Linked DNA regions of Mus musculus: region 1 is linked to region 2. A link is a contact called in public HiChIP or PLAC-seq data. All regions are on one chromosome and are shown on one strand. The core of a region is the stretch at or near the end of the contact, and the rest is flanking DNA. Distances in the headings are between cores, read along the strand shown. Region 1 has its middle 14 kb from the start of Plpp4. Region 2 has its middle 150 kb from the start of Gm32884.

The links. HiChIP or PLAC-seq counts read pairs in DNA pulled down with a chosen protein or histone mark.
Region 1: an H3K27ac HiChIP or PLAC-seq map of VIP interneurons shows a contact between it and region 2, with 6 times the contacts expected there. The contact joins two enhancer-like sites. A contact is called at or near these places in 5 of 39 promoter capture datasets (frontonasal cranial neural crest, hippocampal neurons, liver and 1 more) and 2 of 115 datasets of contacts at active chromatin or transcription factors (VIP interneurons and forebrain).

What each region holds. Positions count from the first base shown.
Region 1 is chr7:129,240,130-129,245,516 of GRCm38.p6, forward strand. No RefSeq gene overlaps it. Among named protein-coding and RNA genes, the nearest start is that of Plpp4, 14 kb to the right of the region's middle. Within about 2 kb of position 3,897, at least 3 of the 459 cell types and tissues checked have an H3K27ac peak or open chromatin away from gene starts, as enhancers often do. A contact at or near this core is called in VIP interneurons, where this site is marked.
Region 2 is chr7:128,999,787-129,004,506 of GRCm38.p6, forward strand. No RefSeq gene overlaps it. Among named protein-coding and RNA genes, the nearest start is that of Gm32884, 150 kb to the left of the region's middle. Within about 2 kb of position 2,920, at least 9 of the 459 cell types and tissues checked have an H3K27ac peak or open chromatin away from gene starts, as enhancers often do. A contact at or near this core is called in VIP interneurons, where this site is marked.

The sequences.
Region 1 (5,387 bases), core at 2,647-5,146, 240 kb after region 2:
GTAAGCCACAGAAACTAGGAAGAAGAAAGCAGTCAGATGCCAGCTAGCATAATATAGCCCATGGTATGAGCTTTGCAAGATGTTGTGACTCACAGGCTTGTACTGTAAAGACAGAAAAATTGAAATTCTTGCAGCAGGGGAGTTTTCTTATAGTGCCAAACCACATAAAACACAGCTTACCATGCCCACCATTTTTAAGTGTGCAGCCCCACGGCGTTGCTCGCCCATTGTCACCATGCTCTGCTAGGATGCTTTCCCGCTCCCTAACAGACTTCCATGATCCAGTAAGCACTGATGGCCCACGCCTCACCCTGCAGCCCCTGCCAACCTCTGCTGTGCTCTCTGTCTGTGTGTTTGAGTCTTTTAAGTACCTCTTAGAAGTGGATTCCTAAGCATTTGTCTTTTGTGATGGCCTAATTTCCCTTAGTATAAGGGAATCTTCATGGCTAGTCTCTACTGTAGCTTGTATCAGAATCGCTTTTTTAAAAGTAATTTTCTACTATGTATCTGTATGTACATATTATGTATATGCACATTCGCATTATACACACATACACACACACACACACATGTGTACATGCCTACAGTTTTGTTCATTCATTCATCTGACATGGCCATGGGTTATTTCCATCTTTTGACTGCTATGAGTATGGTTACTGTGAACATGGGTGCATGCATATGTTTAACCACACCAAGCAATGACCCCTTTCCCACTGTTCGCTGCCAAGTCTGGCTGATGTTCCAGAGTTCTCGGTGGCTGTGGCTGTGGCTGTGGCTGTGGCTGTGGTGTAGCTTGAATGACACTCAACAGGAGATGTGCTGAGCTGATGTCTGCACACCCAGCATCTCCGGCTGAGGTCTCCATAGCTTCTCTCAAGGCTGAATTTTCTCCTGTTCTTCTTTGGAGGAAGGTCTCATATTTCCCTGCTCCACCGACATGTCACTTTATATGCTTTATAGAAGTTTTGTTACTTCTGTTTACTTGAGTAAGACCTACGCTTTGGACTGTCTGGAGTCACGGACATTTGGGTTCCTGCTGTAGTCATGGACAGAGGGCATTTTTATGACTATTGGGCTCTGTGTGTGTCTTGCATTTGTTTACAGTCTATGGTCACAGGGTTCACCAAGCCCAGCAGAATGGAGGCAAGCTTCTGGTGAGTTTTGTTTGATATTCAAGAGCAAGACTCTGCTTGTTAATCGTCTGACAGACTAATTATTCTATAGAGAGAGTTGCTGGGTAAAGATGCCTGAACCATGGAGGCAGGGCCTGTTCTGTGCAGCTGACAGGAATTCCCGTTCCCTTCACCAATGCCAACTCTCTAGGCCTGAGAAAGCAGGTGAGTGTGGGGCTATTGATCCCTCCTTTGCAAGGCAATTATTGGAAGGGAACCATCCTCTATCTATTCCGTTCCATGGATGGGCTTACAATGTTGTAGACCTCTCCGTTAGAGGGCTGTGTGGCCAGAGCAGAGAGCAGAGAGCTTTAGATGTTTATTTGTGGTTCTGGTCCCCATAGGTACAGTCATGCCTGGGCCTCTTTCTCATCTTTAAAGGTGGCAGAGAGATGCCCTCCCAGGCAGGGTTTCCCGGGGGCTGCTTTTGAATTCAGGTTTTGAAAAGGGCTTTGAAGTGAAAAGGAGCTATCCTTTCTTCATGTTGAGTCTTCTCCTAATTCAACCTGGTCTTTCAGTCTCTACCTAAAGCTAGCCTCCCCTCTCCTGGTGATTCTGGGAGGGGCTAAGGCTGGGATGCTGAGCAGCACACTCTCATCAATGACCTCCACGCAGCAGGATAGTCTTCCTCTAAGACAACTCCTTCCTTCCCATCCCCCGCCAGGCATTTCTCTCCTCTGCTTCTGAGGCTAATCTTGAAAGTGTGAGCATCTGTAATGAGGAGCAGAAAGCCTCATTGACTCCAGCTCAGTCAGGGAATGGGGTCAGCCTGATGCCTGAAATTCTCCCTTCTGAAGGGCAAGCCTCAGCATCCTTGCAGTTCCTGCTAATGTCTCTCAGAGAGCACCCAGCTTCCCTGGGGACCTTTTCAAGGAGGATGTGCCCCTTGTTCTTCTCTCACTGGGTGGCGCAGTGGAAGGTGTGGCCTGGACCCTGCAAGCTGAGATGCAGTTATGGTTTAGGCAATTCTTGCTTCTAATCTGCTGTGAGGTAGAAAAATTAAGTAACCAGTGAGCATTATACTTGAGTGATAGTGCAACAGAATGTGTTATACTAACGGAGAAAGGCTGAGGCTAAGACTTGGAAACCAAATAACCTCCAGAATCCAGTGGTGAATCTAGAATCCATTGGTGTGAAGCATCATGAATTAGGTATTTAACCTCATGTAACCTCAGTTTCCTGATCTGTACGAGGAAGGTAAAGAGAGAGAGAGAGCCATGGAGAGGGCTGAGTTGGCAAAGCACTTGCCACACAAACACAAGGAACTGCGTTTTACTCTTCAGCACCCACAGAAAAGCAAGACATGCTAGCATGTGCCTGTAACCCCTACTTAAGGGAAGTTGAGACTAAGGCTCCTGGGGCTTGCTGGACAGTTACTCCTGTCATATTAATGGATTCCAGGTCTAGTTGGAGACCTTGTCTCAAAAAACAGTAAGGCAGAGAGTACTAGAGGAAGAAAACTGGTAGTGACCTCTGACATATATATATATATATATATATATATATATATATATATATATATATATATATAGAGAGAGAGAGAGAGAGAGAGAGAGAGGTTAGAATCGCCCCCAGGCAATGCAGAAAGATAAGCACTAAATTGCCACCAATGGAGAGAGAGGGGGCATGTACCTGACTTTTCACACCTGTGCATCCCTACATGGCCTTGTAGTACTGTCCCCTCCCCCACTCCTCAGTATCCTTTTTTTTTTTTTTTTTTTTTCCTGACAGGCTCTTAGTTGCTGCCTGCAAGTATCTTCACCTCCCTGCCAGGGCTTTTTCTGGCCTCATCATATGCTTGGGCAGAACTCCAGGAAAGCCAGATGTACTCAGTATTATATCCTTGCCCCTCATTCCCAGAGTGGCTCTGGAACCAGATGTTGTTGGATGCAAACTCTGGTCTCCAGTGAATCTGGGTGGAAGGTGAAGGTGACTTAGATGCCTTGTCTACTCCAGTGGCCCTAGAATGCTGAGTGTCACCTGCCAACAGGGTCCACCTGGACTGTCCCCTCTTCTGTTTTGTTTCCCTGTCTCCTACAGAGCTGTCTGGTATCACTTCCAAACTGACTACAAGTGATTATGGTCCTCATGATTTAGGACCAGCCTATGTAGAAACCTAAACTAAGACATTAGCACGGCCGTCTTTTGCTCGCTGTGTCCTCTTTCTTTCTGCATTCTCTCTAGATCAAATGTACTAGGATTTAGAGGTGGCCCCAAGGGCCCACTCTGATTGAAGTCTTAGTCACTAGTGTGAAGCTGTTATCTATGGAACTTTAAAAGGCACATCCTAGTGGGAGTTCTTTGAGACACGTGTTTCTGCAGAAGATCGAGGCCCTTCTCACTGATGCCAGCGTTCTCAGCTACATTTCTACCACAGTGTGTTGACACACACCATTTTCACCGGAGGCCAAGCCAGCAAGGCCACCCAGCCTTAGAATTTGAACCTCAAAAACCATGAGCCATAGCCAACTTTTTTTCTATATAAAATTAGTTGCTTCAGGTATTCTGTTGAAGGAAGGCAGAACTGATTAACACAACATAGAACAGAAAAAAAACAAAAAAACAAAAACTCTTTTCCACAGAATACTGACAATGGATTTTTAAATATCTTGCTTTGCAAACACAGTATATTTCGATCAAACTATTCTAGAAACATGAGAGAGATAGTAATTGCTCTCAGAATGAGTCACTTAGAAAGCTAATAACCACCTCCCTTCCACATATCTCTGGCAGGCAGGAAGCAGCCGAGCCTTTTGAGAGGACTGAATCGTGCCTCCGACACGGGGCATTATTCTGATGGGCCAGCTGCACATTTTACTTGGCAAAGTGTCCAAACTTGTCACGACACAGCTGACAGGTTCAAAGTGACAAGGACAGGCACTGGACTAGCACTGTTGTCCCCCTGTATGCATTCGATGCAAAGAGATATGCAGAGGCTAGCACATTACAATAACCTGCATGGAGTACATGACTTCTGATCATTGTCACCTTCATGCAGATGCCAGACCCATGCAGGAGCAGAAGGTGGCAATCTTCTCTAATGTTTATACAAAACTCAGCTTATGTGGCTACACAGGTTTACTTACTGGGGAATCCCTGGTGCACTGAGGGTTAGTATGCTCTTTCTTTTATATTGCTCATAACCATACTTTGATTTAAGACTTTACACGCTGATTTGAAACCACCATTTCTAATATGCAGTCTGCAGGAAGGCCAGCCCACCGACTTTCCTTCAGTATTCCTTCTCCAAAAGGAATAGATGGACACAGGCGAAGCCAAACAGCAGAAGACCAAGGCAGCTCTGTGGAGAAGCTTGTCCTAGTTAGCTTGTCACCTGAAAAAGAAGTCTCAATTGATTGAGGGTTTGTCTATATCAGATTGGCCCGTGGGCATGTTTGGGGGTGTGGTTTGATTATTAATTGATGTAGAAGGGCCAGTCCCACTGTGGGCGGTACCATTCATTCCCTGGGCAGGGAGGTCTAGGCTGCATAAGAAATCCAGCTAAGCATAAGCCTGAGAGAAAGCCAGCAAGTCGCATGCATTCCTCGACAGTTTCTGCTTCAAGTTTTTGCTTGAGTTCTTGCCTGACTTCCTTTGGTGATGGGCTGTGACCTGGAAGTATAAGCCGAATAAATCTTTTCCTCCCCTAAGTTGCTTTTGGTCAGAGTGTTTTATCACAGCAACAAAAATCAAACTAGAACAGAGCCTTACAACCAATCGATCCCACTCAGGCAATACAATTATTTCTAAAAGAAAAACCCGCTGCTCTGTTTCCTCAGTGCTGGCCAGTTGCCACATACTGTGTGCCCACCACTTACATACCTCACCTCACTGGGCACCCTGAATGCTCTGCAGGGCAGGTGTCAATACTAACATTGTTCCATAGGGACCAAAGCACAGGGAGGTTAGGCCAGTTGCCCGAGGTCACTTGATGGAGAGGGGGCAGAGACATTGTCGGAACCAATGTCCATTGACTCTGAAGACCACATCAAAACCATAGCCTTAGTGGAAATAATAATGAACAATGCAAGAGTTGCTTTGCCTGCTGCACCTCACTCATTCATTACCTGCTTCTAAGGGCACAGAGAGAAAGGCTGAAAGTGAAGACCTCCCTCTGGGAATGTGGCATCTCTCTGTCTGTATGCAGCTCATGGCATTGTGATAATGGTGAGCAGTGTGTAGCCTCCTGCCCTTATTTGTGTAACGAACGATTCC
Region 2 (4,720 bases), core at 1,670-4,169:
GTGAGAGAGAGAGAGAGAGAGAGAGAGAGAGAGAGAGAGGATGAGCATGAGGAGGCCAGAGGCCAGCCTTGGGTACTGGCCCTCACTTTCGACCTGGTTTAAGACAGGGTCTGTTTGTAGCTTGCTGGTATGTAGACTAGCTGGCCTGGGAGGCTGTCCCCACCTCTCATGTCCTCATGGAAGCACTGGGGTTACAGACGTGTGCTGCTACATGTAGGGACATGTGGGTCTGGCTTTATGTGGGCTGAGGACATACGCATCCAAAGTGCCACCCAGAGCTTGTCCCCAACATCTAGCCTAAAATTTAAAATGATAACAGGAAACAGCCTATTCATTAACTTGTAGGCTAGCATCCACTAATTAAGTAAGATGCAAGGCTGTGGGCTTTCCTCTGTTTTCCTTCTTTATCATTACAAGAGAAGGCACCAACAGTATAGAGAGGAAGGAGACCTTTCCAGGTAGGCAGGTTGGGAGCTGCTGATGGACCTCCTGAAACTCAGTTTCTATCGGGTTCTTTCTAGCGAGCTTGACCAGGCTCCCATGGGAATTAGAAGGGAATTCATCATGTGTTAGAATGCTTTGGTCTTTTTTTTTTTCCTCTCAAGTCAGAACCCAATTTGTCACTGCCAGATAAGAAGTCAAAAGGTCATCTTCTCACTTTGAAATTTCTGAATCATTTAATAGCTAATTTGTACTTCTAATTACTACCTTTCTCTTTTGTAATTATTTTGAATTATTGTCCTCCTGCTACTATTAATGGGCAGGCAGAAGACAATAAAACATGGCTCTAAGTGTCAATTGGTTAGTGTGGCAAATTGAGCCCCTTGGACATGACAGACAAAACCTTGCTGTTTTGTTCAGTGTTTCTGGATCTTTGACAAAGAACTCAGCATCTGACCATTATTTGCAATTTTCTATCTAGAACCAGTTTTCACTGACATTTTGTGCAGTTGCCTCCTCATTGGCCAAGTACCAGGTTAAACACGCTGCCCCTGCCAGTCTACCTGCTCCTTGGTCCCCTAATATCCAAGACATATCTGTAGGTATAGCTCACTAGCCAGGGCCCTTTGCAAGTCTACTCGCTGCCTGTCCTGTGACCAGAAAGTATAGGAGAAATGTGGTCAAAGAAGAGCACTCATTAAGATGACATCTTGGGAAGATTTTCAATCTTATAATGCTGGAATGAAGTTTCTGTCAGTGTAGCCAGGCTACTGGTAAAGCATGCTGATGAGATGTTACAAGGTGCCCCCAGACAATCAGTCATGACAATGGGGTGTGACATCCCAGCTGAGGTCTTCCTGTCCTGTCTTTCTCTCTCAATAGACAAATCATAGTCTGTTGCAGGAAATAATAAAAAATGGCATATGCATCAAAAGTATGGGAACGTGATGGGTCTTTGTCAATATTTCCCGATACAGTACTCCTTCCTTCAAACAGTTTTTCTTTTCTTGGTTTCTTTTTTGTTGTTCTTAGGAGTGGTGCTGGACATATAGCTCTGTGACTAGTAAGAGCACTTGATGCTCTTACAGAGGACTGGAGGTCAGGTCCCAGCACCCATATGGGCAGCTCACAAGTGCCTCGAGCTTTAGGGGGGTCTGGTGCCCTCTTCTGGCTTCTTGCATACATGTGTACATACACCACATAACACACACCCACTCACACACCCACACACCCACCCCCCCCCACACACACACCCACACACACACACAGACACACACACATACCCCTACACACACACAGACACACACACCACACACAGACATAGAAACAGACACACACACATACCCCCACACACACACAGACACACACACCACACACAGACATAGACACAGACACACACACATACCATACACACACACACAGAGATACACACACCACACACACACACACACACACACACCACATAACACACACACAGACACACACACACATACCACACACAGACACACACAGACACACACACAGACACACACCACACACACACACACACAGACACACACCACACACACACACAGACACACACCACACACACACACAGACACACACACACACCACACACACACACACACACACACACAGACACACACACACACACACATACCACATAACACACACACACATCCACACCACACCAAAATGAGTGCCCTACTTATGAGCAGTTGGCTCCCAGGAGCTTAGCCCTCTAAATCATCTTGCTAATCACCTTTCCAGAGGATGCAGCTGTGCATATAGCTCTTGTGGGGTCCCTGAAGGAGGGAAACTTAAAAAATTACATTTATTAATGTATATATTTACATTGCATGAGTGTATATAATTGTACATATGTATATATGGGTGTGTGGCGATATCTTGCAGTGCATATGGAGGCCAGAAGACATTATGTGAGAGTCAATTCTCTTCTTCTACCATGTTTGTCCCTGGGATCAAATGCTTGTCATCAGGTTGGCGGAAAGCACCTTTACCAGCTGAGCCATCTCCAGAGGACAAGGGGCAAGTCTGAGGTCTAAATCTCTCTGTTCTACAATCTACCTTCATCATACCATTTGATAGGATTTCTTACAGTCTTTTGTTTATATATTTTACACATTATAGAAACTCAGTGGCTTCCTTGAAATGGATCAAGTTGGCTGCAACTGGGTATGAAAGAGCTTTGATCAACCTGCCAGGTAGATGTCCAAAAGTGACATAATTTGGGCATGACTGTTTGCTTCACTGTGGAAGTGGTCTGACTGAAAGATTAGTGTAATATAGCCTCGTTTCCTTACAGGACAGGGGTGACAGCATCAGAGAGCATATTATCTTTGTTCTCCAGAATTAGTCATCACCATCTGTCAGCTGCAACAGAGGCCTTGTGACACTGTGAGTAAGTACAGGGTTTGGAGTAATAAATGTAATAGCTGCCATTCATGAAGCTGTTGCCTCCAAGCTGCTGCCGGATCAGTTACTCACATTCACTGTCATGATCCACTCCTCTGAAGGGGACAGCGTGACGGTTCCTTCCTATCATAACGTGGCTAGTCCAACTTTACATGGCAGGTGGCCGGGGTGTGCTGGCAGTTCCTGGATGGGGGTTCCAAGTGGTTTTTGTTTTCTTGTTTTGTCTCCAAGTGTGGTATGCATGTTGGGGTCCAGCTGTGGTCCTGAGTTTTCTGCTCCCTTCCACTCAGAGTGTCCAGCACTAGAATGGAAGGATGAAGTAGAATGGTCGGGTCTGCAGGATCTCAGTCAGGCTGGATGTGAGTGCTGGGGGCACAGGGAGGGGCAGAGAAGGCCTTCTCCAAAGATCTTCCCTGAAACAGCTCTCTAACATGATCTTAGCTTGTGCACACACCTTTACTCAGGGTGGACTTGTACATGTACAAGTACAATGTACTTGAACATTTGGGGTGAACCAAGGCAACCTATGGACTTTGAAGAGTGTGAAGGGATTATTAGGGTAAATGAAAAATCCTTGTCTGGAGTTTAAAGTACTGTGAATGTTTGTATGGAGAGGCGTTCCAGGAATCCCAAGGACCTGCTGGACAGGTTCTTATGGAGGCAGGGGAGTTGAACTTGTAGGTCTGCCAAGGACTACTTGATCTTCTCTGGGTAGAGGGTGTGGGAGGTACCCCAGCAAGGTCAGAGAAGGGGGAGCCCTGCTGGTAGAGTGAGCCCTCCATTTTGCACCAAGCTCTGAGGAGCTATGTGGTCATGATAGACTGTGACCTTAATTAGCAATGTTTCTCCACACCCAAGAACTCAGCTTCCTCATCAACTTCCTGCTGTTTCCAGGAGTTCTTTCTTGGGTCGTAGGTAAATGAAAGCTTGCATTATAAAGAGTGAAAAGAAGGCCCCGTGGCTTAGAAAAGTCAAACACATTGAGGAGATTGTGTCCACATCGAAGGTGATGTGATGGGGAAAGCTCTCATAGAGTATGTGGGGAGCCTCGTTCCCAGAACCATTGCTGTGTATAGTGTGAACTGGGATCACGGTCAGCATTTGATGATGGCTGGAAAACCTTTCTCCTGGTCACTCCTACCTTGTGTTTTATTCTGAGTTATAGTGACCAGCTCTTCTCCTCTTCTCCTTAACACATAATGTCAGTGCTTCAGGAGGAACCTAAGTTCCCTCTGCCAGAATTTAGAGGGGCCACAGCTGATTCCCTCTGCAGGCATCAGACTGAGGAGTCTATGTAATTACAGATACCTGTGGGGAAGCTCAGACCCAGAGGCGACTCTCAGGTTTTGTCCCCCTAGTTCCCAGCACTGTGGAAATCTTTGAAGTCTTTAGACTTTCCAGATCTATAGGATGATCTGAAGAGGCAGAAAAATCCTGTTTGCACTGAGTCCATTACAGATCCACGCCCCACCTCCTGCCCCCGCCCCTCATTTTACAACAGGGGAAGTGGACGCTTAATGAACAAGACCAGATTCTTATGCAGGTATCACAGCTAGGTCTTCTAGCTCCAGTCTGTCTCCTTCTAGAATCTCAGAGTTAATGAAACCCCAGATAAGAGCTTCCATCCAGGGAGATATCAGGACTGGCTCAGGTCTTATTGATGTTTCCCTGGTGTACCTGAGAGCTAACACTTTCTAGATAGAACCAGGAAAGGGGGAGGGCCTTAATTCTTTTTACTTCTACTTCAGATGGCACATACAGGTAGTACACACCTCTCTCTCTCTCTCTCCAGTGGCAAGCACACTATGAAACGTAGTATCATAGAGTACAACATGAATAAACA